Linked DNA regions of Mus musculus: regions 1 and 2 are each linked to region 3. Evidence: chromatin contacts called from public Hi-C data. All regions are on one chromosome and are shown on one strand. The core of a region is the stretch at or near the end of the contact, and the rest is flanking DNA. Distances in the headings are between cores, read along the strand shown.

Region 1 (4,561 bases), core at 1,219-3,718, 940 kb after region 3:
TGTGTATGTGCAGATGCATGTGTGTGCATATGTGCATGGGTGTATGAGTGCATATATTCTTGTGTATTGCTAATATCACCACTGATATTCTTGGAACCCGTCCTCACTGCTAGCCCGCAAGGCCTCTCCTTTCTCTCACTGTGCAACCCCTTAGCAACTCCTATGCCTGATTTGGCATCAACTTACCACCTGTCAAATGAACAGGAGCTACCAAGAATGGGACAAGCTCACGAGACTGAGAGTACCCAGCTTATGCACATACCCTGATGACACGAAAGCCATCCACGCTCACTCCAGCCTTCCGGCAAACTAAGCCTGTGGGCATATAGGTGCTGGCTCCCAGGGTTAACAGGGAGAAAGGAGGAAAGAGAACAGATAAAACTCCACCCTCCCCATGGTGAGGAGAGACAATGAGCTATCATCCAAGTGAAGCCTGGGTATGTCTCACATTGCTATGTAAGAAACTCGACAGAGACCCCACCTGGACAACAGTAGAGCTAGCCCTGGAGGTGTAGGTGTGGATGAGCCTGCCCGAAGGGCAGGAGAGCAGGAGAGCTGACCCTGCCTGTTGCTGATGGCAGCAGTGCGTGTCCTAGCCAGAGCAGTGCTGGAGAGCTCACCCTGGTGGTGGGGGTAAAGGAAAGCTAGCACACTGACCAGCTACCACCCAGACCCAGATCCGGGGCTCTGAAATGACCCACGCCAAAATCTATATCATCTGTAAATGGTTGGGATATGTGAAAGGGCCGGTCCTGCTCTTCCAAAGCTGCAAGATCTCCATGACACTGGGCAACAACAGGATAACCAGGAGGACTCCCAGTGAGGACCCAATGTTGATGGTGTCACAGCAGCCAGAGATCTCGAACCAGACTAATGACTCATTGCGATGAACATTCATTCACAAGTGAAGATGTGTGGACAAAGGGACATACTGTAGGACACACTGTGACACATGACAGCCTCCATGAGATGTTTTCTATGCTTTGTTTTTATTGTGGCTGCTGGTGGTGGTGTGTGCATGTATGTGTGTATTTATTTGAGGGGCAGTTTGCAAGGATAAAGGGTGGATATGAGGGTACAGGGAGATTAGTGGGACTGGGGTACATGATGTGAAAAAAGCTGGGAGGGAGGGAGGGAGGGAAGGGAAGGGAAGGGAAGGGAAGGGAAGGGAAGGGAAGGGAAGGGAAGGGAAGGAGGGAGGGAGGGAGGGAGGGAGGGAAGGAAGGAAGGAAGGAAGGAAGGAAGGAAGGAAGGAAGGAAGGAAGGAAGGAAGGAAAGAAGCAAGCAAGCAAGCAAGCAGAGGTAGGGAGAAGGCTGTAGGGTGTGCTTGGGATTGGGAGAGAGTAGTTGAGAACGCTTTATGGAGATGTGGGAATCAGACAGCAGCCCAGCGAGATGTGAAGATGCTCAGGCAGTGAAGAAGTGCTTCCCGCACTGAGAAATGGACTTGACCTCCAGAGTCACGTAAAAAATCTGGATGTGGTGGCGCTTGCTTGACCCAATCCCAGGGCCACGAGAGACAAGCAGATCTCTGGGACTCTCTGACTAGCTAGTTCAACCTTCTTGACAGGCTTCAGGCCAAGGAGGGACCCAGCTCCACCGAAGCAGATAGTGTCTAAGGAACAGCACCTGAGGTTTTCCTTGGCCTTCACATGCATGTGAACACATGTGCACCTGCACATACCTGAACATGAGTACACACATACATGCACACAAAGGCAGCAAGTGAGGGGAATAATCACACTGGTGTCTGCTTGCCACCCTCAATCTCTCCTGGCACAGTGCCACACACAAAACAGCTGAAGAAGCAACCAGGTTAGCCATCTTGAGAAACAGCATTCTTGACCAAAAGAACAGCATGTGCCAGGGTCCTGAGGCTGAAGGTTGTGAGAAATAATTGAATTGCAAAGCAGCCGATCCTCAGGACTGACTGGTGCTGAGAACTTAAGTGCAGGATCCCGGGGTGGGGGTCACTCTAAGCCTGCAGGACCCCAGGGTAGGGGTCACTCTAAGCCTGCAGGATCCTGGGGGGGTCACTCTAAACCTGCAAGATCCCGGGGTAAGGCTCACTTTAAACTGCAGGATCCCGGGGTGGGGATCACTCTAAGCCTGCAGGATCCAGGGGGTGGGGCTCACTCTAAGCCTGCAGGATCCAGGAGGTGAGGCTCACTCTAAGCTACACTGCCAACATGTGGTGGTGGCCAGTACTCTAGATCATTCTGTCCTCTGTGTCCCCCATGTGAAATCCTGGAATCCAACTTCCCCTCTGCCCCTGAGGGCTGACTTCCCTCCCTAGCGTGAAGGGGTGGTGGGGGCTGTCACTCATTCGCATCTGCCTGCCATTCTAAATGACAGAGAATGGGAGTTGCTCACTGCATTTGCTGGTAATGGGGTAGACTCACAGCATATCAGATGCTCACAATGAAAACACATTTCCCTGTCTGGAAAGCAAGCTCACGCCTACAGACCCTGGCACTGAACATGACTTCAATGGGCGCTGTGTCAGGAATAGGAGCCTGGGAGCTCCTACCATTTCATGCTCACCTCAGAGCCGGCTCCCTCCCACCCTGTCGGTCAGTCTATTCCTTAGAAAACTCATTCTGAGCACTGTGGGCTCCCTCCCGTGCAGGGCATGCTTGCTCCCTTCTCCCTGCTCGGCTCTTGATTAAAGGCCTGGTGTGATATTTGTAGTTACCAAACATCAATATTTGGCCTGGATTTGTGAGATTGAAATGCAGAGAGGAAGAAGTCTGCCTGTGTCTGAAAGGGGGAAGTTCTGATCGGACAGACCGAACTCCTGATTAGGGGCACTGAGGGCAAAACGGGGCCCTGTGGGCTCTGTGTAGCTGGTAGCAGAGCTCAGAACCCTGCATTTCATCAAGAAAGCAGCTTCTGCCAGAGGGGAGGAGACAGGGAGAGCCCCGGCCAGGCTGAATGAGCCTGTAGCCACTTTCTTTAAGGGGCTCAGATGAGAGTAGAGTTGTTGATAACAGTAAAGGTAATGGTTGGTAAGAAGATGTAGACTCCCGGGGCCTTGCTCCTCAGACAGCTCAGATGTGTTAGATTACATTGGTAAGTGATGCCTCATTTAACAAGGGAGTTAACTCTCCCAGTGCCCTTTCCTAAGACTCTACCTTACCAACTCATCCTCATAGCAGTCTTCCTCACCAGCTGCTTTACTGAGGAGAATATGCACTGAGAGGCCTAGTCGCTGGCGCAAGCTCACACAGCCAGAAAGCTGCAGAGCTGGGAGTCTGCTCTGGGAACGTTCTGGTTCCCAGAACAGCAATCCTCTTCCTCTTTATCCTAGGGTTATCGCAGAATGCTCATCTCTCTGGAAGAGCCTGACTCACAAATCCCAAGGTGCACTGTGCATAGGTAAGACTCCCTCAGTCCTGAAACAAAGATCTCATTCATTGAAGTCCTTTAAAACAATGCATCTTCCCTGCGAGTCTAGCAGCAGTAACCACCCTAGCCACTAGAAGGCGCTATAATGACTCTAAATGTCCCACGCCTTATGTCTTGAACATTTGGTCCCCAGCCGGCAGTGGTGCAGTTCTGGAAGCTTGTAGAACATAGAGGAGGTGGAGCCTTACTGGAGAAAGTTAAGTCCTTAGAAGAGGGAGAAACTTAAGGGTTTTTTTGTTTGTTTGTTTGGCTTTTTATTTTAAGTCCTGCCCCATTTGCTGTTCTTTCCCTGTGAACCATGTGACCAGCTGCTTCTCAAGTCTTGGCTGCCAGGATAGATGTATCCCTTGAACTTTGAGCCAGAATAAACCCTCCCCAGCTCAGACTGCTTCTCAGCAGGTATTTTGCCTCCTGCAGTAGGAGGAGTTACGTGTGGAAAGCCTCCTCCCCCCCCACCCCACCCCCATAGCATTGTTTCAGGAAGTCAGCCGCAGTTTCTGGCTACTCTCTGCTTCCTGTCTGCTACAGATCTTTCCTGCCTTAGGGCGAACCCAGCCATGACGGAAACCCTCTGAAACAATGAGCCAATGTTTGGCTCCCAGACATTCTTTTTTGTCAGATTGCTCACTTGGTCACAGCCCTACAAAAGCATGAGTAGATCACTAGAGGGCGTAATCCAATTCTGCCACTAAGTGTCACTCAGCAGTTAACAGAGGCTAGTGATGCCTGTGGGAAGAAGTCCCCTATGGAAGATAAGGGCAAATCCCACAGCGTGAAAGGGCTCATTTGCATGAAGATCCCGAACGACTCAGTCTCTTTAGCATCAGCACCGGAAAGAGAGGTGATTGCTGGGGTTACAGTAGGAAGACTGGGGATGGGGCAGGGGATGGGGCAGGGCTTCTGTGGAATTGCTAATCAATAGGATTGATTGTTTACACCAGTAGCAAGCATTTACTGAGTGATAATTCTTACCTACACTGTCAGAGAAAGACTGCTTTACAGTCTAACACTGCTAGTCGTGAAAACCTATCAATCTGAACATGTCTCCACTGGGCATAGACATCCTCAGAGGTTCAGGGGGATGGCTAAATGGGTTTACCCTTTTATCAGGCAGAGGTAAGACAGCAACTGCAAGGATGGTCACCAGGACAGC
Region 2 (4,721 bases), core at 1,015-3,514, 820 kb after region 3:
TAGGACGTATTCTATCCCTGTTCCCACCCACACACAGTTTTCCCCTTTAACAAAAGTTTCTTTTCAAAGTTTCACTTTAAATATAAAATATGTCCTTGTGAAAGCCGTTACAAATGTCACTACTTTAACCGGCCCAAATTTATGATGACATTGAATTTTAATGTAGCCATAAATGTCCAGTGTAATGGTGATATATGTTCTCCAATAAATTGTTATGGAGAAATATAAAAATAAGTGTAAGATAAAAGATTGTGTATAAAATATGTTTTTACATCTTCTTTAATGATTAAAAATCATACAAACTTGATATTCTAAATCACTGGGAACTGCCACTGTGCTCCAAGAACACTCCAGTCACAAAAGGCTCTCAGAGGCTGATCTGATGGAAGGGTGGTCAGAAATCACACACGTTTTAATGAGAACATTTAAGATGAGTTTTATATTGATGTGGGGGAAAGGTAATTAGCATTAAAGATGATGGACAAAGCAGTAGTCTGACCCTCTATGCCTTGGGAAAACCCCTATTCATACCACCATGAGGGCAAATGACACACAGAGAGGGCTGATGGCCCCATGGCTTCTACTGCTGTCTTGAGGGTGACCCTGCCATTCTATGGTATCTTGAGTGACTGGCCAGTTCCAAGGACAGGTGAGGAGATGGAACAAACAGGAGATGAGGTGGCACACTGGGAATGGGAGAAGATGCGCTCAAATTTGCTGCAGAGGACTCCATGATATTGACCCATGTCCACTTTCTGTGTCACCTTGGACAAACAACTTTAGTTTGCAAGCCTCTGTTTCTTCTTTTACAAAGGCCATCAGCGTTCATCTATAAAGTGGTGACAGGGTCAACCTAGGGACAATTTTTCTTTCTGAATCCCCTGTCCCATTTGCACGTTTTCATTAGCACGGCAAGTATTCCTTAGACAAACACCTTGTCAGAGTTTGGATGTAGAATGTTCCCTTTAGGTCCATGTGTCTGAGTGCTTGGTCCCTGGTAGGTGGCACTGTTGGGAAAGAATAAGAGGTGGAACTTCACTGAAGGGAGGGAGTCATTGGGAGGTAAGCCTTGAGAGTTATACACAGTCCCCACTTCCTGCCCAAGTTCTACTTCCAGACCTGTGAGAACCCACTCCCAAGGCTATCTCCATGGACCTAAGTCCTGCCGTGCTTTCCCACCATGACTGACTAGAGTCCCTAAAACCACAAGCCCAAATAAATCCTTCCTGGAGTTACATCAGTCTAGTGTAGTATCACAGCAACGGGAACACAGCTTTTTTTGTCACTATGGCAACCTGAAAGCAATACCAAGAAATGAGAAGCCCAGTCAGGAAATCAAAAAAAGAAAGATCTCAAAAATTGTCTGACTCCCTGGATCCAGCTGTGCCTGGAGCTAGGATATTCAGTGCATGAGGTAGCCCCATTCATTCCTGTCTCCTTTCTGGGTTTGGTTTTCGGTCACCGGTAACTAGGCAGGTCCTAAACATTAGAATGGTTCCTGGGCCTGCCATGAGCTGGGAGAGCCCACAGAATGAGATCTCCACACTGTGGTGGTTAATGCCACTTTTCAGCTTCATGGGAAACAAGCATCTGGACGTGCCTGAGAGCGAGTTCCTTGACTGGGTTAATTGAAGTGGAAAGAACTACCCTAAATGTGAGCAGCGCCATCCATAGTCTGGGGTTCTGGGCTAAATAAAAAAGGAGGAGACAGTGTCCCAGCATGCATTTCTCTCTGCTCCCTCACTGTGAGCACAATGTGATGCACTGCCTCATGCTCACACCACCGTGTTTTCCCTGCCATGACAGACTGTCCCTTAACTGTGAGCCAGAGGAAATGCTTCCTTCCTTGAGTTCCCTTTGCCCCACACTTTGTTGCAGTAATGAAACAAATAACACACAGTAAACTGCAGAAAGTCCCACAGAGAGTGCCGACTGATACTGTCGTCTCTGTAATCATGGATATCCGTGCCAGCCACCTGCCTTGGGGTCTGGGTTGTATCTGCTCTACCTAAATCCCAAGATGGAGACACATTTGCAGCCCTGCCTCTGGCTGGCCTCTCATTACCTCTGATTGATCGCCAGTGTACCTGATGGATATCAGAACTGGCCCCAGCTCCCGGAAGAGCCCTAGATTCTGAAGCCAGAAAGCCTGCCTCCTCTCAACATGTTTGCTTCCTTAGCTGGCTCCCCGTGGCTACTCTGCCCTCTCTATCCCCAGGATATGGCTCCAGTGCCAACAAGCTCCAGGCTTCTGTTTGCTATGGAAAAATACCAAGTTCACAGAGAGCTGCTTACAGCATCAACCCTCCTGCAGCTGGCCACACTCGCTCCCTCCCAGGGCTTGGCAGTCACTCCGCCTCCTCCCACCTCCTCTGCCCTAGCTGGGGACAGCATCCATTTAATTTTTTCCACTATTTTTATCTTTTTAATGTTCAAAGTGTCTGTTGTAAACCTGGAATGAAGAGTGCTAAAATGGGGTCTAACCTGGGGCATTGACTTCCCTGTCTTACTAAGCTCTCTACACATGGACTGAAAGGGTCTATGTGAGACATGCTCTTGCCTCCCTTAAGGCCCAGGAACCCCCATTTACAATCTTATGATGAACAACAAACTCCATTTCAGAGGTTCTCTGGCTGTGTGTTCTAGAATGTTCTCCAAGTTTTTTTCTTCTATTTCAACACTCACCCCCCCCCATTTCCCAAAGATTTTAGGGGGATAAAGATCAAATTACAAAAACTCACAAATGGACCCATGCCCCCACCTGTATTCCTTTCTCTGCTCTCTGTATAATTTGTCTCTGGTTGCTCTAATCTCTCTGTCTGCTTCAGGCTCTGCTGACAGCAAGGTTCCTCTCTTCTTTCTTGTGACTACAGTCCCAGGACCTACTGAAATGTCGGAAACCCTTCTGGGTGCTCAACATGTGTGTGTGTGTGTGTGTGTGTGTGTGTGTGTGTGTGTGTGTGTGTGTGTGTGTGTGTGTGCATGCATAAAGGCACTGAATCCCCTGGCTAGGCTTGCAAGGTGCCCAAATCGGTGCTGGGAACTGGATTCAGGTTGTCTGCAAGTGCAGCATACACTTTAACTGCTGAGTCAACTTTCCAACCCCTTCTTATGTCTTTCTTTGGCCACATAAGTGTTACATAGTTTCATTGGGAAAAAAAAAAAAAGAGACCTAACCCCCATGTCCAACCAGAAGAAACATGTCCTCCAACCATAAAAGACCACAGGCATGGTGGAAGGGAGATCCCTGGGGAGGAGTATCCAAGGCTGGTTCCTACACTTGGGGTTCAGTCAGGGCCACCTGGAGTAGCTTCACTGGGCCCTGGGTAAAGTAGGCATCAGTCAGTCTTGTTCCAAATGTACACACACAGAAATCTGGGCATATTTCAAGTGTCTCCCTCCCTCTTGCCTTCTTGGATAGTAACTCCTGTAGCCAAGGTCAGGATCAAACAGTTAATTCCAGGAGAATCTCAGGGTTGAGTTTCACTGTGGTGGTGTGTACAGATTCACACAGGAATCCTGATTGACATACTATGTACCCCACCCCAAATTCACACATCCTTGTCAAAAATCTGCAGTTAATCCAGCAGCTGTAGAATGTGCTTTATATATCATTTAGATTAAAAAGCAACTGTGTGGGAACCACTGCACATGTCATTAATTTGCCCTGTCCTGGGCTTGTCCTCTAGCTTGTTAGGAGTCTTGTAGGCATCTTTAGTCTCCATCACTGCAAAAGGGGCACTGAGGGCAGGGGACAGTGGGCAGTAAAGCCCCAAGGTCTTTTATTTTCTGGGAAGTCCAGATTTTCTGACATACAAAGAATAGGCAAAGAGTTTGCATAAGAGAACAGAACACAGGAAGGGGTAGGCAATGGTAAGCTAAGAGATGTTCTTCAGAGTCAACTTCTTAATGACATACAGACTATCCTGACAGCTGGCATATGGCATCAAGAAAATGCAGACCTATCAAATGCCTGAGAAATGATAAAAAACAGAAATGGCCATAATCGTTAGCCTTATTACTCATTAAGATAGTTCTAGAAGATGAGAAGAGACTAAGGGGAAGAGGGAAGGATAAAGGGATGAGAGAGATAGAGGAAGGAAGAGACTGAGAAAGATTGAAAGGAGACAGGACAGCAGAACCGCAGTGGCCCCAGGACATAGAGAGCAAAACAGACACAGAGAAAGTCAAGATGGCAGAGATGGGCAGGCAGACAGACAGAGACAGGAGGTAGACAGTGTGTGCTCAGAAAAAAACAAGATAAGAGCTCTTTTTAAAAGTCTGCACGTCTTTGTCTTAAAGTCTTCATGGAGGGTTCAAGTAAGCCTGGCACCTACCAGGCACACTAGATGATGAAATGGAGAGTCTTTCCTCAAGCTGGGAATCAAAAGAAAGTTGGGGGTAAGGGATGGAGCTAGAGCTGTGGCATATGGGTCATTATGGCTGTGGTTTGCTGAGTCCTCCTGTCCCTCTTCCTTCCCTCTTCTGGTACACTTAATAGAATGAAAGGATGGGGATGTTTAATGAGAATGGTACCCACATGTTCATACATTTGAATGTTTAGTTCTTAGCTGGTGGGCTGTTAGGAAGGATGAAGAGGCTCGGCCTTGTTGGAAGTGGGATCACTAGAGGTAGACTTTGAGGCTTCCAAATTCCACCTTATGCTCGTTCTCTCTCTCTCTCTCTCTCTCTCTCTCTCTCTCTCTCTCTCTCTCTCTCTC
Region 3 (4,442 bases), core at 1,746-4,245:
TGGTTGAATTATAACTCACCATATATAGACATAGATAGATATAGATACAGATGATACAGATATAATCTCCAGACTACTACATTCAATAATATCTGGTAATGGGGTATGTGCAGATGTGACTGAGCTCATGAGACAGACAGATTCTACCTTATCCATAAAGCCCCAACTCTCATACATGGAGACTTTTGATGAGAGAAGTGCCAGGCCACTCAAAGACAGGCATACACTGGAGCAGTGTTGTAGTCAGCCAAAGGACTCCTGACTCCAGAGGGAGCACAGCCTTGTTCATACCTCAGTCGCAGACTTGCAGCCTTCAGAAGAGAGACAGAATGTATTTCTGTTGATTAAAGGCACCTGTGGTCATTTGTCAAAGTAACTGTGGAGAATTAAAACTCAAATCTAAGCTGCTGACCACTAAAGAAATGTGTGGTTGAAAGATTGCAGACAGAGAGAAGATAGGCCTTCTGAGCAGGAGTTCCAGGGCCATGGCAGATGGGCATACTGAGGCCCCGTGTGCTTTCCTACCACAAATCTGAGATGCTGAACTGATGATGTCAATCATCTATTCTGGAAGTGCAACAAGAAGACAAGAGCGGGCTGCTCGCACTTGACCTGACAGCTAAGTTGGGGTCATGAACACCAGGTACAGTGTCCTCCTACTCCAGGAGGGCAGAATCCATGAAACCTTGAGTCAGTACTGGAGCTGGTTTTGTCTGCATATGCAGGTCTTTCTGATTGCCCGTGTGCTGTGCTTTCCTATTGACCTGAAAAAATAACAATTGCTCATTTAAAAACAACTCCAATGAAGGGCTTCAGATATATCCCTATTTAAAAAACCCTACCTTTGCCATGAGTAAAGCTTTCTGTATTTATGTGTGTGTGTGTGTGTGTGTGTGTGTGTGTGAGAGAGAGAGAGAGAGAGAGAGAGACGTGTATGCATAGACATACAAATATAGAACATATGAAGAGATTTGTGTGTATATGTGTGTTTATATAATGGGCCTGGGGCCATGGTAGGACTCATCTATCATTCCTGTAAGTTGGAGACAGGAGGATCATAAGTTAAAGACAAGTCTAGGTTACATGCTAATATCCTTTCTCAATAGACAGATAAATAAATGAAGCAATAAGTCAATGCATGTGAGCTTAGAAGCCAAGACAGAGAGCATCTTGGCTATTTTATGCAACTCTAATTTTGGCTTATGTTGTTTGTTGTTGTTGTTGTTGTTATTTGTTTCCATTTCCAAAGCATATTATACAAAGAAACTTAATCTGCAGTGGCCATATAGCCCAGCTCTCCCCTTTCGTAGAAGACAAAACTGAGTTTCAAGGAGGATGAAGAAGTGACCACATCCATGCAGATGGTTGCTGGTATAAGACACTCAAATTCATCAGTGTCCCTAGGTTATGTCTCAGAGCCCACAGCAGAGGATGCCATTAATATTGAGTATTTCATTCAAGGACCTAAAGTCAGTCACAGTGTGGAAAACAGCTCTTCAATTCTCATCAAGTGCGGAGCTGTGGGTGAGACTCGGGCATAGCTGAAGCCTTGAGGCCAGCACTGCATAAACCGAGTGTGAGGGAGCCCATCTGTAATTTGCAATCTGGGAGATGGAGGCAGGAGGACCAGAAGTTCAAGGTCACCCTCAGTTACAGTGACTTCAAAGCCAGCCTCAGTTTGGTACTAGAGACTCTGTCTCAAAAACCAAACAAATGGAATGAAGACTGTGAGTTCCTCCTGTGTAGACTAATGCTGACATTTTAGCTTCCGGGCTCAACAGAGGTATGAAACACCTGCAAACAGGAGATGCCTTGATGGGACATCTATCAGTCCCCTCTTGTTACCTCCTCACCTTGTTACTGTGGTATCTCAGTTCACTCCTAACAGTAGCAAATACAGATTGGTAGAAAAAATTGCATGTTGTAACTATCCTATTACTATTAGCCACCTCTTACTGTGTCTCATTTGTAGGCTAAGTAAACACAATAACCCTGAGGCTTGATATTCTTGGTATTTTAGGGCATGTCCTGCGTGTCTTGGAAGAAGACATCACCATATAGAAGAGAGGTGCTGACAAACCACTTGTTCAAGGAGGAAAGCTGGCACAACTCTGAAAATATGCCTTTCAGCTAGATGCTTTCAGAGACCGGATCCAGAAGAGCTGGTACAACTACGAAATCGCCCCTTTCAGCTAGATGCTTTAGCGTCTGAATCCACTTTTCTGAAATGTTAGGACTCAAATTAGGCCACTTATTTGAAGGCATGAAGAACATAACGTGTATTCAATGAGCCTCCCAACAAAGCTTCCCTTCACAAATTTGCTTAGCACATACAATATCACATCTGGCCAGCAGATGGCAGAAGGGAGCTTTGTAAAAACTATCAAAACCAGCAAACACCAGAAAGGACCAGATAGATCTCTGAAATCTGTAACTTCCCGAAATAACAATCTTTCTGTACCCTCAAAATTGTACTCTCCGATAACTACATGTTTTAATTGCTAAACATGATGTTCTTTCCAAAAATGAGATGGCTTAAAGACACAGTGTATTAATATGTACTTACAAAAGTTTAGCATATTAAGGGTGCCCCCTTCAAGCAATAGGTATTGTGAAAGGGGGAGCACTAGGATTTAGGTCTAAAAGGGAAGATCACTGAGAGTCTATGATTTGTGTCATGTGGCTGGGGATTTAGCATATCAACTTTGTAAAAGTCAACAGAAATGGATTCAACTGCCCACACACTGGCCTTATAAGTAGGCATAGGGATGTTAGAAGGATTTAAAGAACATATTTTTGAGAAAGGATACTTCCTTTGGAAGAAAAAGAAAAGCGGAGAAAGCCTAGGGCCACAAAGGCTTCTCACAAACAAAGCTATTCTGAAGACAAAGCAAGCAAAATGCTGCCTCTGCCTTCTCTCCACCAGGACTGCATGCAGATCTCACAGGAACCATTTGGCTTTAACCCAAGGTTTTGGTCACAGGGCTTCAGTGCTGTCAATTTCAGCTGTGTACACAAGTGTGAGCCGGGGTGGGGGTGGGGTAGAGAGAGAGGGCCTTAGCTAAGGTGGTGGCTGATGCTTAACACAATGGGTCTGATCCCTGGGAGCCAGCTGTTCCAGGCAGGAGCCCCGTGATGAAGGTGAGCTCAAACCCAGGGTCCTTTAGCAAATAAGAGCTATGCATTGGTGCCACAGCAGGGACTTAATGAGAGTGCTTTTAATTAACTGTAAAAGTAATTACCCATATTAGATGTAAATCACACTTGTTTCTACAGGAGGTGAATGATTTCAGCACAGCTTTTAAGAATACTTCTTGAAGGGCTGTTAGTTGCCAATTCTCTCCAGGAGTCCATGTGCAAAAAACATAACAGGGCCTGGGGAAGCCAGCTCTGAGATATCTCCTTTCTTCTCTGCCAGGCACTGGAATGAATGTAGCCACACCCTCACCAAGGTTGCAGGCTCCAAAGAGCACTCCAGGCACACAGCACTCTTAGTGTGGAAGCTAAGGTGTTCTGTTTTTCACTTTAGATTTTTAGCCACTGGAATGATCTCCAGTCTCCCCCCACTGAATGGAGATAATTGCATGACTCAGACAAAACAATGGGGAGGAGGCATCTGGATGATAGCCCAGCCATAGAGTGCTCGCCTCTCCTTGAGTTCAATCCCTCAGGTCCTACTTAAATGTTGGACACAGTGGTTCCTGCACACTTGTAATCACAAGGCTGAGGAAGTAAAGCAGAGACAATTGGTCAGGGGGACACACTGGCTAGCCTGTCTACCTAGTGGGTGAGACCAACGAAGGACATTGTCAAAATAACAAAGGGACAAGAAATGACTCAACAGAGAAAGACTCTTGCTGCTAAGCCTCATGAATTGAAGTAGGGCTCACACTGTAAATGGATAGAAATGACTCTAACAAGTTGTATCTCCATATATACAAGTCACACATTTCCCCATATACATACTTACACACACACACACACAGATATACACACACACACAATACACAAAGATATACACATGGATACACACACATGCACACATGCATGCATCAAACATACACACATATACATGCATACATGGACATATTTACACGCACACACATGTTTAACACATGCACACATTCATGTGTACATGCACACAGGCATATACACCTACTCACAAATACACACACAAACATGCGTGTGTGCACATACACAGGATCATATACACACTAAAGCATAGAGTGCAGGAAGAAGTCCTTGGTGGTATGTGCCTGGGGTGAGCACATTCAAGGTGATATTATCCAGAGAAGGAACTAAATCAGTAAGGGGGTGACTTCACCCCATGTTCCCTGCAGAATCCACCCACACATAAGTAGGACTGTACTTATCACTGCCACAGAATCAAAATAGTGAGTTAGAACAGCTGGAGACCTATAGGGCTAAAGGAGACAGGGGAC

The links. A called contact is a pair of places that touch in the nucleus more often than the background predicts.
Region 1: a contact with region 3 is called in a Hi-C map of cortical neurons. The contact joins two enhancer-like sites. A contact is called at or near these places in 7 of 484 Hi-C or Micro-C datasets (the N1E-115 cell line, cerebellar granule neurons, cerebral cortex and 3 more), 3 of 115 datasets of contacts at active chromatin or transcription factors (embryonic basal ganglia, embryonic midbrain and embryonic stem cells) and 1 of 9 other capture datasets (embryonic stem cells).
Region 2: a Hi-C map of cortical neurons shows a contact between it and region 3, with 2.1 times the contacts expected there. The contact joins two enhancer-like sites. A contact is called at or near these places in 1 of 15 datasets of contacts at CTCF or cohesin (stem cell-derived epiblast-like cells) and 12 of 484 Hi-C or Micro-C datasets (the HPC-7 cell line, the N1E-115 cell line, cortical neurons and 3 more).

Annotation. Positions count from the first base shown.
Region 1 is chr16:5,536,903-5,541,463 of GRCm38.p6, reverse strand. No RefSeq gene overlaps it. Among named protein-coding and RNA genes, the nearest start is that of Gm41416, 55 kb to the right of the region's middle. Within about 2 kb of position 2,468, at least 22 of the 459 cell types and tissues checked have an H3K27ac peak or open chromatin away from gene starts, as enhancers often do. A contact at or near this core is called in cortical neurons, where this site is marked.
Region 2 is chr16:5,659,629-5,664,349 of GRCm38.p6, reverse strand. No RefSeq gene overlaps it. Among named protein-coding and RNA genes, the nearest start is that of Gm41416, 180 kb to the right of the region's middle. Within about 2 kb of position 2,264, at least 28 of the 459 cell types and tissues checked have an H3K27ac peak or open chromatin away from gene starts, as enhancers often do. A contact at or near this core is called in cortical neurons, where this site is marked.
Region 3 is chr16:6,478,449-6,482,890 of GRCm38.p6, reverse strand. It overlaps a transcript of Rbfox1 not described here. Among named protein-coding and RNA genes, the nearest start is that of Gm36824, 370 kb to the right of the region's middle. Within about 2 kb of position 2,995, at least 32 of the 459 cell types and tissues checked have an H3K27ac peak or open chromatin away from gene starts, as enhancers often do. A contact at or near this core is called in cortical neurons, where this site is marked.